Regions from separate parts of the Sus scrofa genome. Here region 2 is linked to region 1. The links are chromatin contacts, called in public Hi-C maps. All regions are on one chromosome and are shown on one strand. The core of a region is the stretch at or near the end of the contact, and the rest is flanking DNA. Distances in the headings are between cores, read along the strand shown.

Region 1 (5,754 bases), core at 1,712-4,211:
CAGTTCATTTTTTAAATTATGAAATTATACAAAGATAAATGTGTTGGTTAAGACTGTATAATAAGTTGTGAAATTATTAAAAGGAGGTCTTGTTCTTCATGAAAGAAAAACATGAGTCAATGGCTAATGGCAGATAGTTTATATGGAAAGAGACTTTAGGAAGCAGGATAAGGGAGTAGAGAGTGAGAAGAAGAAGAAAGACCAGGCCATACACTTGTGTATTTCCCAGGCCATTGCTGAGAGCCAGGAACCCTGAAGACAGGACAGAATACCTGCCAAGATTATGTTTGATGGACAGGAGGTTGGAGTATTTATCCATCAGTTCCCATTCTCCACTGGTAGAGGGTGTGTGGACTTCCCCTCCTGTGATTCGTGCAGGCTTGTAGAAGGTCTTGGGGCTGAAAAGCTGAAAGACGCAAGCCAAGCACTTTGGGTGCAGCAGTGTCAGCATAAATCTGAGCTCATATCTAACTGTCCAACAAAGCTGTGATTACAATCAAGCTGCCACAAAAGGCAAGATGACAATTAATAGCAGACAGTATAGCAGTTACCTCTAGCAGAGAGGGAAAGAACTGTAAGTGAGGAGTTGTAAACTGTGGATATGAAGGGACTTTTGGGGTGCTGTAATACCCCATGATTTTATTTGCAGTTACACAGATATTGCTTTGTAACCTTCTAAGTGGATGTACATTTACAACACGTACTTCTATATTATGATATAGCCTCGATTGATCATAGTGTCCTGAAATTATAGGCATTTAACCTTATTTCTATATTAAAAAAATTATGTATGAGAGGGGCTGGAGGCTTGAACAAAAGGTAATACCAGATGATAAATGTGTAGTTATGTTCAGGATGAAATGAGAGAAAGATGGATAGTGTAGAAACCACTTAGGAAACTATATAGTTTAGATATTTGCTAATAACAGTCTGAATTATTGTGTTGTCAGGGTAAGTGTGGAGTAAGGAACAATATAAAAGCTATTCAAACCAGATCAGTCTGACTTGATGGAGAAATCAGCAGATATCTATCTCTGAGATTTTAAATCTCATCCCTTTTATCAATGACACAGAACTGATCACATCATTTTTGATGTGTTGCCACAGGACTTTGTGCCTTATACACATTCTGATTTGAGTTCCTACCTCACTGAATTGGAAATGCTAGTACAGGTCTGCTTTTCTATTTCAGGATAAACATGGAGGGGAGAAATTGTGAGTTTATATACATATTAATTGATGATGTTTATTGAACTACTGGATTATGAATAGTGAACGAGTTATGAATTATGAATAATTAGCAAATTAATGCATTAGACAAACCTAATAGAAATTTAAACTCATGTTGAGTAATTGCTGCATCAGTAAAAGCCTTTGCTAATGCTAATACATAACTGCACAAGAAACAGGGGAGTAAAAAGAATGATTAGTAGCAGAGATGAATTTTTAAAAATATATATACAATATATTCTCATAATATATATTTTATAAAAAAATATATATATATTTTGTGATAGATGTTATTGCTTCTGTCACTAAATAGTGAAAGTATGCTCTTCCTTGACTCATTCTATCAGGCAGCTGTACAAGTAGCATCGTTATTTGTGGTTGCTCTTTTGAGACAGCAGGAATGGACTTTTCCAGACTCTAATTCTCTACTTGAAATTGAGCCTGCCTTTGAATTTTTCTCCCTTCACTCCCTACTTTAATCCAATCCTCCCTATAGGGGGAGCTAAGAGATTTGAGTACATTAGGTATAAAGGGTTCGCTATTAGTTGATCACAGAAACATTACTTTCATGTTGCAAACATAACACTCTACCAATAAATGTTTGTTGAGTAGATGCATGAATGACTGGGATATTTTTGGGTCACCTACTTTGAATGACTGAGTGTTTTAGGAGTACCTGCCAGATAGAGTCAGTGAGAATGGTTGTTAGGACTACTTGAGAGGCAGCCAACATTAGTCAAATCAGCTGCTACTTCTGGGAGCATGGTCTCAGAGAAGTTACCCAAGACCAGTGTCCCGAAACTACAAAAAAAAAAAAAAAAAAAAAAAAAAAAGGGGAAAAATACTTCTCAAAAACTATCCCCAAGAAAATTATTTCATAATCCATTTTTTTTTTTTTTTTTGCAGATGTCACAGTAAATGGGGTAAGCAAATAGGAATAGAAGCAGCATGTGCTTTGTTCTTGCATTTTCAAAATTAGATCAGAGTCTGGGATAAGATCATTAGCTACAGACATCAATTTCTCACATGGTAATAACTTTGGGAGATTAAAAGTGTGCATAAAACTGTTTTTTTTTTTTTTTTGTTATTCATCAACATTATCCAGACCCTCGTTATCTTCACTACTCCACTCTCTTAATGACCCTTGACCATTTGAAAAGAGCAGGATAGTTAAAAAGGAAGTGGAATAGAGAGAGAGGGAATGTTACTTGGAAAAATATGCTTGTAATAGCAATCTTATTTTTACTAAACTCTTGACAGTGTTTTTAGTAGTTGCAACAAAAGGGGATTTAAGTGGAATCTATTACAGACACCTTCACTTTACTAAAGGAATAAACTATTCTACCAAGAGGAGTTTACGAATTTTTGGAAACGTACCTTTTTTTTTTTTTTTAAGTAGAAGTAATGCTGAACAAAGTTAGTTTTATCATGGAATAAATAGAATTACTTGTGGTTTACTTTGTTTTATTTTAAACCTTTCTCATAAAATTTTCTTTTGCTTTCTCTAAAATCTTTACTTGGCCAGGAGAATAATCTGGAAAGTTGAGACCAGGGAAAACATGGATGGCAATGCGCTCTGTGGTTTGACTGTGCTAGCAACACAAGCCACTGTTTGCCCTCCTTTGAGTAAGGGAAATGAGTTAAGCTAAGGATGGGAAAGATTTGAAGGTGAGGGAGGGTGATGGAAAGGGCGCTAGGAATAATTTTTATTTTGTTTTTGGAGATGGAAACAGGGCAGATACACTCGTATCAGCAGCTATATGGTTTCCTGAGCTATGAGTCCTGAAATAATGACTATCTGTGGAGATCCACAACGGCTGCATAGAAGAGTCGTCAGTACACTCTGTGATCTTCTGATTTATTCCTTTGCCCAGGAAAGTCACCATTACTGAGGTTTTTCCTGTCTAGCAACTTGCTGCCTCTACTCCAATTTCATCTACTCCGCCCCTTAATCCCCCCCACCCCCGCCCCCGCCCCCGCTTCAAGGAAAGAGGAAAAGATTGCTTTAAAGGGTAAATAGAGTTTCACCGGTAGAGTGGGATTTGCAAGAGAATAACGGATGGGTTATGATTATCAGCTGAAATCAGAAAATATTTTATAGGCTGTAAACATTTTTAGGAATTTTTAGGGTCAAAAAACTCTCAGCGTTTCTCTAGGGATCATTTCTACATGCAACGTATTCGTAGTGCTTTGTGTAGTGTGAAGACTTTATAAAAATGTAATTATTGTGAGATATTTTGGTTTTATTTAACAAGATTGTATGAGATCATGGAGTTAGCAGAAAATAAATATCTGCTGATTTCTCTTGATCTGATTTGCACTGTTTATAAACTAGGAAGTCAGATTTATTTACTTTTTAAATCTTCCTTTTAGGTTTCTATCATATAATATATTTCAACATCTATAAAAATCTAGCACCTATGGTTATTGTTGGTTAGTTATTGTTCATGGTGCCTATTAAAAATGTTGAAGTTATTTTTTATTGCCTACTTATCTTCCCCATCTAGCAATTGTTGAAAATTGAAAATAATCTTCAGCGATTTCTCTGTCTGTATTCCTTTAAGCAACCATCCCATTTCATGCATCATTGCCTCAAATCTAAACTACTACTAAAACAGTTCATCATTGCCTCACATCTAAACTACTACTAAAACAGGACAGAGTTCTGTTACTCTGTATTTAACATTTTGTCTTTACATCCATGTATCTCAAAAATACTCAGAAAGCTCATTACTCTTTTCAACCTTCAAACCAAGTATAACCTGCTTTGGAGCTGAAGTAACTTTTTGAAAGAGTGAGGCAACATTATCCTTAAATAAAGGTAATATGATTGTACACTAAAAATTTAACCAAAAATCATTACAATAAGTAGGAATTTGTTTAAGTAGTCAATACAAAGCAAATAGGCAAAAATCCATGATTTCCTTGTGTTAAAGGCCAAGGACAGAGTGAGCTGTTCTCATGTACATGAAAATGGTTTTAGCCCTTTATGAATCTCACCAACTTCTCACAGAATCACAGCCAAGAGACTGTACACTTTATTTTCTTTATGCCTGGCAGCAGATGGTTTCTCTACCTGGGGGAAGTTGATCCTTGACTTGTCAGTTACCTCACAAGAAGAGGTCTAGGTCCTGGTAGGTCTGGTTCAAGTGTGCAAGCAGAATCAATTGTGAGGCTGCCCAGAAAGCCAGCCTATCAGGAGGTGCATGTAATCTGATTGACTTAAACTCATTCAGGAGCAATGATCAAAGAAGATGGAAAGAGTGTAAAAGAGAGGCAATTAATATAATAGTTACTTTGAGTACTTTTTTTTTTGCTTTTTTGGGGCTATACCTGTGGCATATGGAATTTTCCAGGCTAGGGGTCAAATTGAAGCTGCAGCTGCAGGCCCACACCACAGCCACAGCAACACCAGATCTGAGCCATGTCTGTGACCTACACCACAGCTCAGAGCAATGCTGGATCCTTAACCCACTGGATGAGGCCAGGGATTGAACCTGCATCCTCATGGATATTAGTTGGGTTCATAACCCGCTGAGCTACTTTGGGAACTCCCTAGAGTACTTTCTTAATGTCCTTTAAGAAAGGAAACTTTACTCTTCAAAATTAAGAGTTTATGTCATTTCTCAAAAGCACATTAAAAAAATGTCAACTTCAGATCATGACCCTTAAGTCTGACACTTGAGCAAATGCCTCTGGGAAAGACATCAATTCTTTTTCTTGCCTTCTATATCTTTGGGAAGGAATGGGAGCAATCCAGTGTTCTGCCAGATGGCCTCCTCAGTGCGTCTCTAAGTGGTATGTGAGTACTGAGAGAATGACGAACACCTTCAAAAGGTAAAAAGTTATACCATCACAAGTCATATGCCATATATCTGATTTATGTCTCCTGTTCTTTGAAGTGAATACAGGTTATATGATATCATTGTTCAACACATTGTCTTAGAGAGTTATACTTTGACACATGGATAACTGTTTCAAATAAACTTCATACACTGTAGACCAGCAAATAAAATATAATAGGTGTTAAAATTCTTCAGACAGCTAATTGGCAAACAATCCCACATTATCATAAGAGCAATGAAGAAGCAGATTTGACTAAGGTCATAGGTGAAGATGGATTTGGGAAATAGTGGGTCATTGACAGATTAATAAACCAATTTTCCTTGGGGTCAAACTTCTACAAATTTTATTTTTGCCAACTCTGCTAAAGATAAGAACTGAACGAACATATTACTAATAACACTTATTACCTTATTGAGCCACTTTCATGTGTGAAGAATAGATTTTTTTTTTTTTTTCTCATGGATAAGATTTACGATATGGGCAAGGTCTTATCAATATGAGTAAAAGTGTATCCAACATATGCTTCTATCTTTTATGAAAGTTACCCTTGCCACAAAGTTTGACAGCGTTAAACAAAGTGAAAAGCCATACTGATAATAAAAATATAATAATTTTTTATTTTATTTTTTATTATAAAAATATAATAGTTTTTTAAAAATTAATAAAATTAAACAATAT
Region 2 (5,754 bases), core at 2,170-4,669, 500 kb after region 1:
AACATTTTTTCATGTGCCTGTTGGCCATCTGCATATCTTCTTTAGAGAAATGTCTAAGTCTTCTGCCACTTTTTCAATTGTGTTGTTTTTTTTTGCTGTTGAGTTGTGTAAGTTGTTTTTATATTTTAGAGATTAAACCCTTGTCTGTTACATTCTTTGAAACTATTTTCTCTCATTCCTTAGGATGTCTTTTTGTTTTTTAATGGTTTCCTTTGCTATGCAAAAGCTTGTCAGCTTGATTAGGTCCCACTGGTTTATTTTTGCTTTTATTTCTGTTGCCCTTAGGATACAACTTTCTTCTAGGGTTTTTATGGTGTCTTGTCTTATGTTTAAGTTTTTTAGGCCATTTTGAGTTTATTTTTGTGCATGGTGTGAGGATGTGTTCTTCATCGATTTATATGAAGCTGTCCAATTTTTCCCAGCACTACTTGCTGAAGAGACAGTCTTTTTCCCATTTCATCTTACTGCCTCCTTTGTTGAAGGTTAATTGTCCATAGGTGTCTGGGTTTATTTCTGCATCCTCTATGCTGTTCCATTGGTCTATGTCTGATTTTGTACCAGTACCACTCTGTCTTGATTAGTGTAGCTATGTAATATTGTATGAAGTCTGGGAGAGTTATGCCTCCTGCTTGTCCCCCCTCTCCCCAGGATTGCTTTGGAAATTCTGGGACCATTTTCTTAATAAACTATATTCAATAGACTCATATGTTAAGCTCTAAATTAGACAGAGGATGTTCATAATACTTATTAACATAAAATATGTAGAAAAAGCCTTTTAAAATACATGTACAAGAATCATGAATATCTTTTCTGAGTTATTCCTATAAACAACCTGGATATGTAAAAAAATATCCCATGTTCATGGATGAGGAAACAGACTATTACTAAAATATTAGTTCTTTTTAAAGTAATTTAGAAATATGCACAACTACATCAAAATTTCAATTCGAGTTTTGAAACAGACAAAATAGTTTTAGACTTCATATGAAAGAATAGAAAACAAAAAAGATTTCAGAAATTTTTGAAAAAAAAAGAGTAATGGGTAATGGGAGTTTAACTCTACCAAATATTAAAATATGTTATAAAGTTCTAATAATGTGAAGAATATAGAACAATCATATATATATATATATATATATATATGAATCAAATATACAATAAATAAGGCAATCCAAATGAATAAGAAGGGGAAGAGTTGTTGATAAATAGTTTGAAACAATTCCAGAATAATGAAAGCTAAGTGCAAATTAAAAAAAAAAAACAAACGAATAATAGGAGTTCCCATTGTAGATCAGTAGTAACAAACCCAACTAGTATCCATAAGGATGTGAGTTCCATCCCTAGCCTTGCTCAGTGGGTTAAGGAGCATTGCTGCGAGCTGTGGTGTAGGTCACAGATGCAGCTTGGATCCTGCATTGCTGTGGCTGTGGCTGTGGCAAGCAGCTGCAGCTCTGATTCTGCCTCAAGCCTGGAAACTTTTATATGCCTATGCCACAGGACAGCTCTAAAATAATAATAATAATAAAAAACTCCACCTAAAAATAATAAAAGTTAAATAAGCAAATTTGCCAGTCATGGTGGGGGGGGGGGAGGGAGCCTAAGCTCAAAAACGAAGAGATTTCTATAAAGATCTAAAATTTTCAAAATTTTGTCAATCCAAAAAATTAACAGTAAGAAACAGTTGGGTAACATTTAAAATATAAATCGTTAAAGAGCATGAACTAAACATTAAAAAACTGGACATACACACAGCTAACACTTAAAAATAAATTCTCTTACCAATAAACAAAGAAAAAACAAATTTAAAGAAAATAACAAGTTTTTAATTCTTTGGAAGCGTAGAAATTTTAAACAGTAAGAATAGCCAGTACTACACACTTTATTCTTATGTTTCTGAAGTCAGTTTGGAAGTTAACCACTCAATAAAATGATCTACCAGATTACAATTAAAGCAGGTCTTATTCAACATTCTCCCACTATTACAGTTGTTAAACAAATATTCGTTAAGGAGCAGACAAAAACAGCCTGTACTATAATTTTACTAAAATGCCAGTTCTGTCCTTTTAATTGGGCAGACCTCCATGTACATGAAAAACTGACTGAAGCCAGATGTGGCAACCTTCCAGAAGCAGGATCTAGTACCCTAATAGTGAACTCCAGACAACGTGAAATCTTCTAAACCAATGGCTGGTCACAGGATTATTTAAGGATCAAGCACTGGGCCCTATTTTAAGTGAAAAGAGTATAGGCCTCTACATTCATGCAAGTGTGCAGAATGTCTCAACCATTTTTATCCAAACAATTTTTTTTTTCCTAAAAACTTTTAATTTCACCAAGGGATGAAATTTTGCTAATTTATAAACTGCCATCTTCACCAACAAGCACTAATTCCTGATCATCATTATGCTGGTTCCCATATTGGTTATCACCTGAGACATAAAAGACAGAAGCACTTGTATTAAGCACTGATGGGGTTTGGACTTCCTAAGCAGAACTCCAGCTGCTTTCTTTGGATTTTTGCCCTGTTAATTAACACCTGGATCATTTCTTAACCTCACAAAAACTGCATGATTAATATGATGTGAATTATAGACATTTAACACCAGGTGTATTTTCTCTCCTCCCCCCACATGATCCCTGTTATTATTGTATCTTGTATGTTTTCAGTATTCTTATCTATGGAGACCAGAACACAGCTTAGGTTAATATCCACCTTAGGTCTATCAACACTGATTTTGCTTAAGCATTGCCAGTATCAAGTTCTTCAAGCCAAAAGGAAATCCACAGTTGGAGCAGAGTTACACGCATTTCTCCTTTTAAAAATGTCTTGCATATTCTGCTGAGAAAGATTACTTTTAAGTATGTGATGGTAGTCTAATCTTTCGCAATCTCAAATTTATTTCAATAGCCTTACCTCATCTCTCTGGAAGCTAAACAAGGTCAATATGTAGTTTTTGGCAAGGCACTCTGCACTGTTTATGATACCACAACTATTTGGCAATGCTGCCTGCCCATCCCCCCATCAATCTCAGGCAGCCTGTCTCCCTGCCAGCAGCCATCAGAGGAGAGAGGAACTAGTACTTCAAAGGTCTCAGTATAGCTCATAAGAGTTCAGGAGGATTGACCCAAGCCAAGATGAAGATTGTACATTTGACAGTTATGTTTGGATATTATGATGAGATAATCCACAGAAACACAGGATTAACTGAGAGGAAGTCTAAGTTTAACAGCCCCAGAGCAAGTTAAAAATAAAAGTAAAAGAGAATTGAAAAATCCAAGGGGAAAATGCTTGGTTTCTCATAACTTGGTTTCTGTCATAGAAGAAGAAAAGGGACACAAAGCAAACAGTACCACTCAAGATTCAAAGAGCTGACTTTAGGTGACAATAGCATTAAGTATCCAAAGAACGAAAATGAAGAAAGGAGAGAGGGCTACAAGATACTCAAAAGACACAATCAATAAGGTGGTGAAAAACTGAAGGCACTGCTAAAGGCTGTGGCAGTGAGCATGAAGAGAGACTCTGAAGGATTTCAAAGGACACCATAATTCCAGGGAACTAGAAACCAGAAGTCAGCTAGAAATTCACGGCAAATGTCAAATCCTTCCAAAGAAAAATAAGGGAATATTGAATGCAGGTTCAAAGAACAATTAAATATCCTGGTCCACTGCCTATGCAAATTGGAACTAATCTCTTTTACACCTAGATAAGAAAACTTCAGCAAATCCTAGATAGGAAAGTCTCTGATTCCAGGAGCTGGTACCTGGCTTCAGTGAGAGGAGCAGCTATTATCAGATTTTGTGTTTATACCCAGAGTGTTCCAAAAACAGTCTAAGGTATCTTACAGAAAAACAAAATAGAAATATTGTGACACAAAAATAAAAATTAGAAGGAAGTGAAAGAATTCAGGCAAAAAGAAAATAAAATAGAGCTTAAAAATTAAGTAAAGCCAAAAAGGAATAATACTAAATAAATCTTTACAATAAAATCTGATAAGAATGGTTTCCAGGCATTTTTAGTATGAAGTTGATTTTTTTTTTTTTTTTGCTTTTTCAAGGCCACCCTGGCAGCATATGGAAGTTCACAGTCTACGGGTCGAATCAGAGCTACAGCCACTGGCCTACACCACAGCCACAGCCATAGCCACACCAGATCCAAGCCATGTCTGTGACCTACACCATAGCTCACGGCAACACTGGATCCTTAACCCACTGAGCGAGGCCAGAGATGGAGCCCACATCCTCATGGATCCTAGTCAAGTTCATTAACATCTGAGCCACGAAGAGAACCCCCAAAGTTGCTTTTTCTAAAATTAGAAATTTTCATCTCCTCAAGCAACAATCCCCCCAACAGCCATGATAACAATTTTTTAATTTATTTTTTAATTACTCAAATGAATTTATCACGTCTGTAGCATGATAACAATTTTAAATGTGAAGATATTCTTTGATGAATTATTCAACAATAAAGTACAATGAATACAGTTAATAAGATTGTATTTTATGAGTCAAAAGTTTATCCACATGAAAAGCAGTAATACATAAATGTGGAAGACATTATTCTAATGAAAGTATGTGATATTCATGTCAAGTCATGGGCCTTTTTGAAAAGTCTAATGCCCTGACTTAGCAAATCTATTCATTTTCTACAGAGCTCTGCATTTCATGTCCTCCCAAATGCGATGGAAGTTTTAAAGGAAATGCAATGTATAATAAAATACAGCTATTAAAGCCTAAAAAAATTACCACCAAAAGGACATTTTCTTGGAGTCTGCTGAAAAGGCTCTCTGCAGACCTCAATGATCTATTCTCCATTCTTTCTTCACAAATAGCTTCCTCCCAGTTTCTCCTGATATTATCCAGTACATAGTCCCATCACACTGGCCTTAGGTGCAGTCATGTGACTAAGTTTTAGTCCTTGAGCTTTCATAGGAATGGTATGAGCAATCTTCAACAAAGCAGGGCTGTGTGGTAGGAGAGAGAAAAGCTGGATGGAGCCTGGAGCTTTGAGGAACTCAGGAAAATCCTATAGTAGGTCTTTGACTACTAGACTTGGTTTGTAGAAGAGAGCAAAATTTCATTTAAAGCCACTATTTTGTATGACTGGGTCACTTTGCCGTACCACAGAAATTGACATATTATTGTAAATCAACTACACTTGAATTTTTTTTTTAATTTAAGTAAAAAGTAAAAAAATAAAGTCATTATTAATTTGGGGGAGGTTGGTGCCCACATGCTTCCAAGTCTAATCAACACACTATTTTTACCTGTCAACAATTTTCAATTGTAATATTTAGCCTACATTGACTCTTAGAAAAATCACACAATCTGAATAAATTTTAACTTATCTCCTACAACTTTGCAGGTTCATGCCTTATTGTTGCCCTTAGTTCTTTCTGTCCTTTTCTTCTAACCCCAGGCATTTACTCTGACACAGGCTTGCTGGTCTCTGTCATGACTGTGCCTGACTGTAATTAGAACCAGTAATATTCTGATCTCCTGTGTGACCAATATACCAGGCTTTGTTTTCAAATTACTCCTAGGTTAATTCTTTGGTATTTTTCCCCCATCTTTCAATTTCTTGGTTTTTACCTTTGCTTTGCTCAAGCAAATCTTTAAATAACCTCTGTAGAAAAGCTCATAAAGGTTCATGGACTTAGAATTTATGTTTTAAAAGTAACCTCCTTAGAAAACCTTGTGAAAATTTGAAAAAAGCTGTATTTGACTATACTGAACTAAGAATGATGCTCACTGTAT

The links. Hi-C and Micro-C count contacts between places; a contact is called where the count stands out from the background.
Region 2: a Hi-C map of omental adipose tissue shows a contact between it and region 1, with 1.8 times the contacts expected there. The contact joins two enhancer-like sites. A contact is called at or near these places in 3 of 47 Hi-C or Micro-C datasets (embryonic fibroblasts, omental adipose tissue and skeletal muscle) and 1 of 2 datasets of contacts at active chromatin or transcription factors (alveolar macrophages).

The regions. Positions count from the first base shown.
Region 1 is chr9:86,240,015-86,245,768 of Sscrofa11.1, forward strand. No RefSeq gene overlaps it. Among named protein-coding and RNA genes, the nearest start is that of AGR2, 190 kb to the left of the region's middle. Within about 2 kb of position 2,962, at least 4 of the 83 cell types and tissues checked have an H3K27ac peak or open chromatin away from gene starts, as enhancers often do. A contact at or near this core is called in alveolar macrophages and omental adipose tissue, where this site is marked.
Region 2 is chr9:86,736,797-86,742,550 of Sscrofa11.1, forward strand. All of the region lies in intron 2 of LOC110255481 (a long non-coding RNA gene), which reads right to left. Among named protein-coding and RNA genes, the nearest start is that of AHR, 230 kb to the left of the region's middle. Within about 2 kb of position 3,420, at least 26 of the 83 cell types and tissues checked have an H3K27ac peak or open chromatin away from gene starts, as enhancers often do. A contact at or near this core is called in alveolar macrophages and omental adipose tissue, where this site is marked.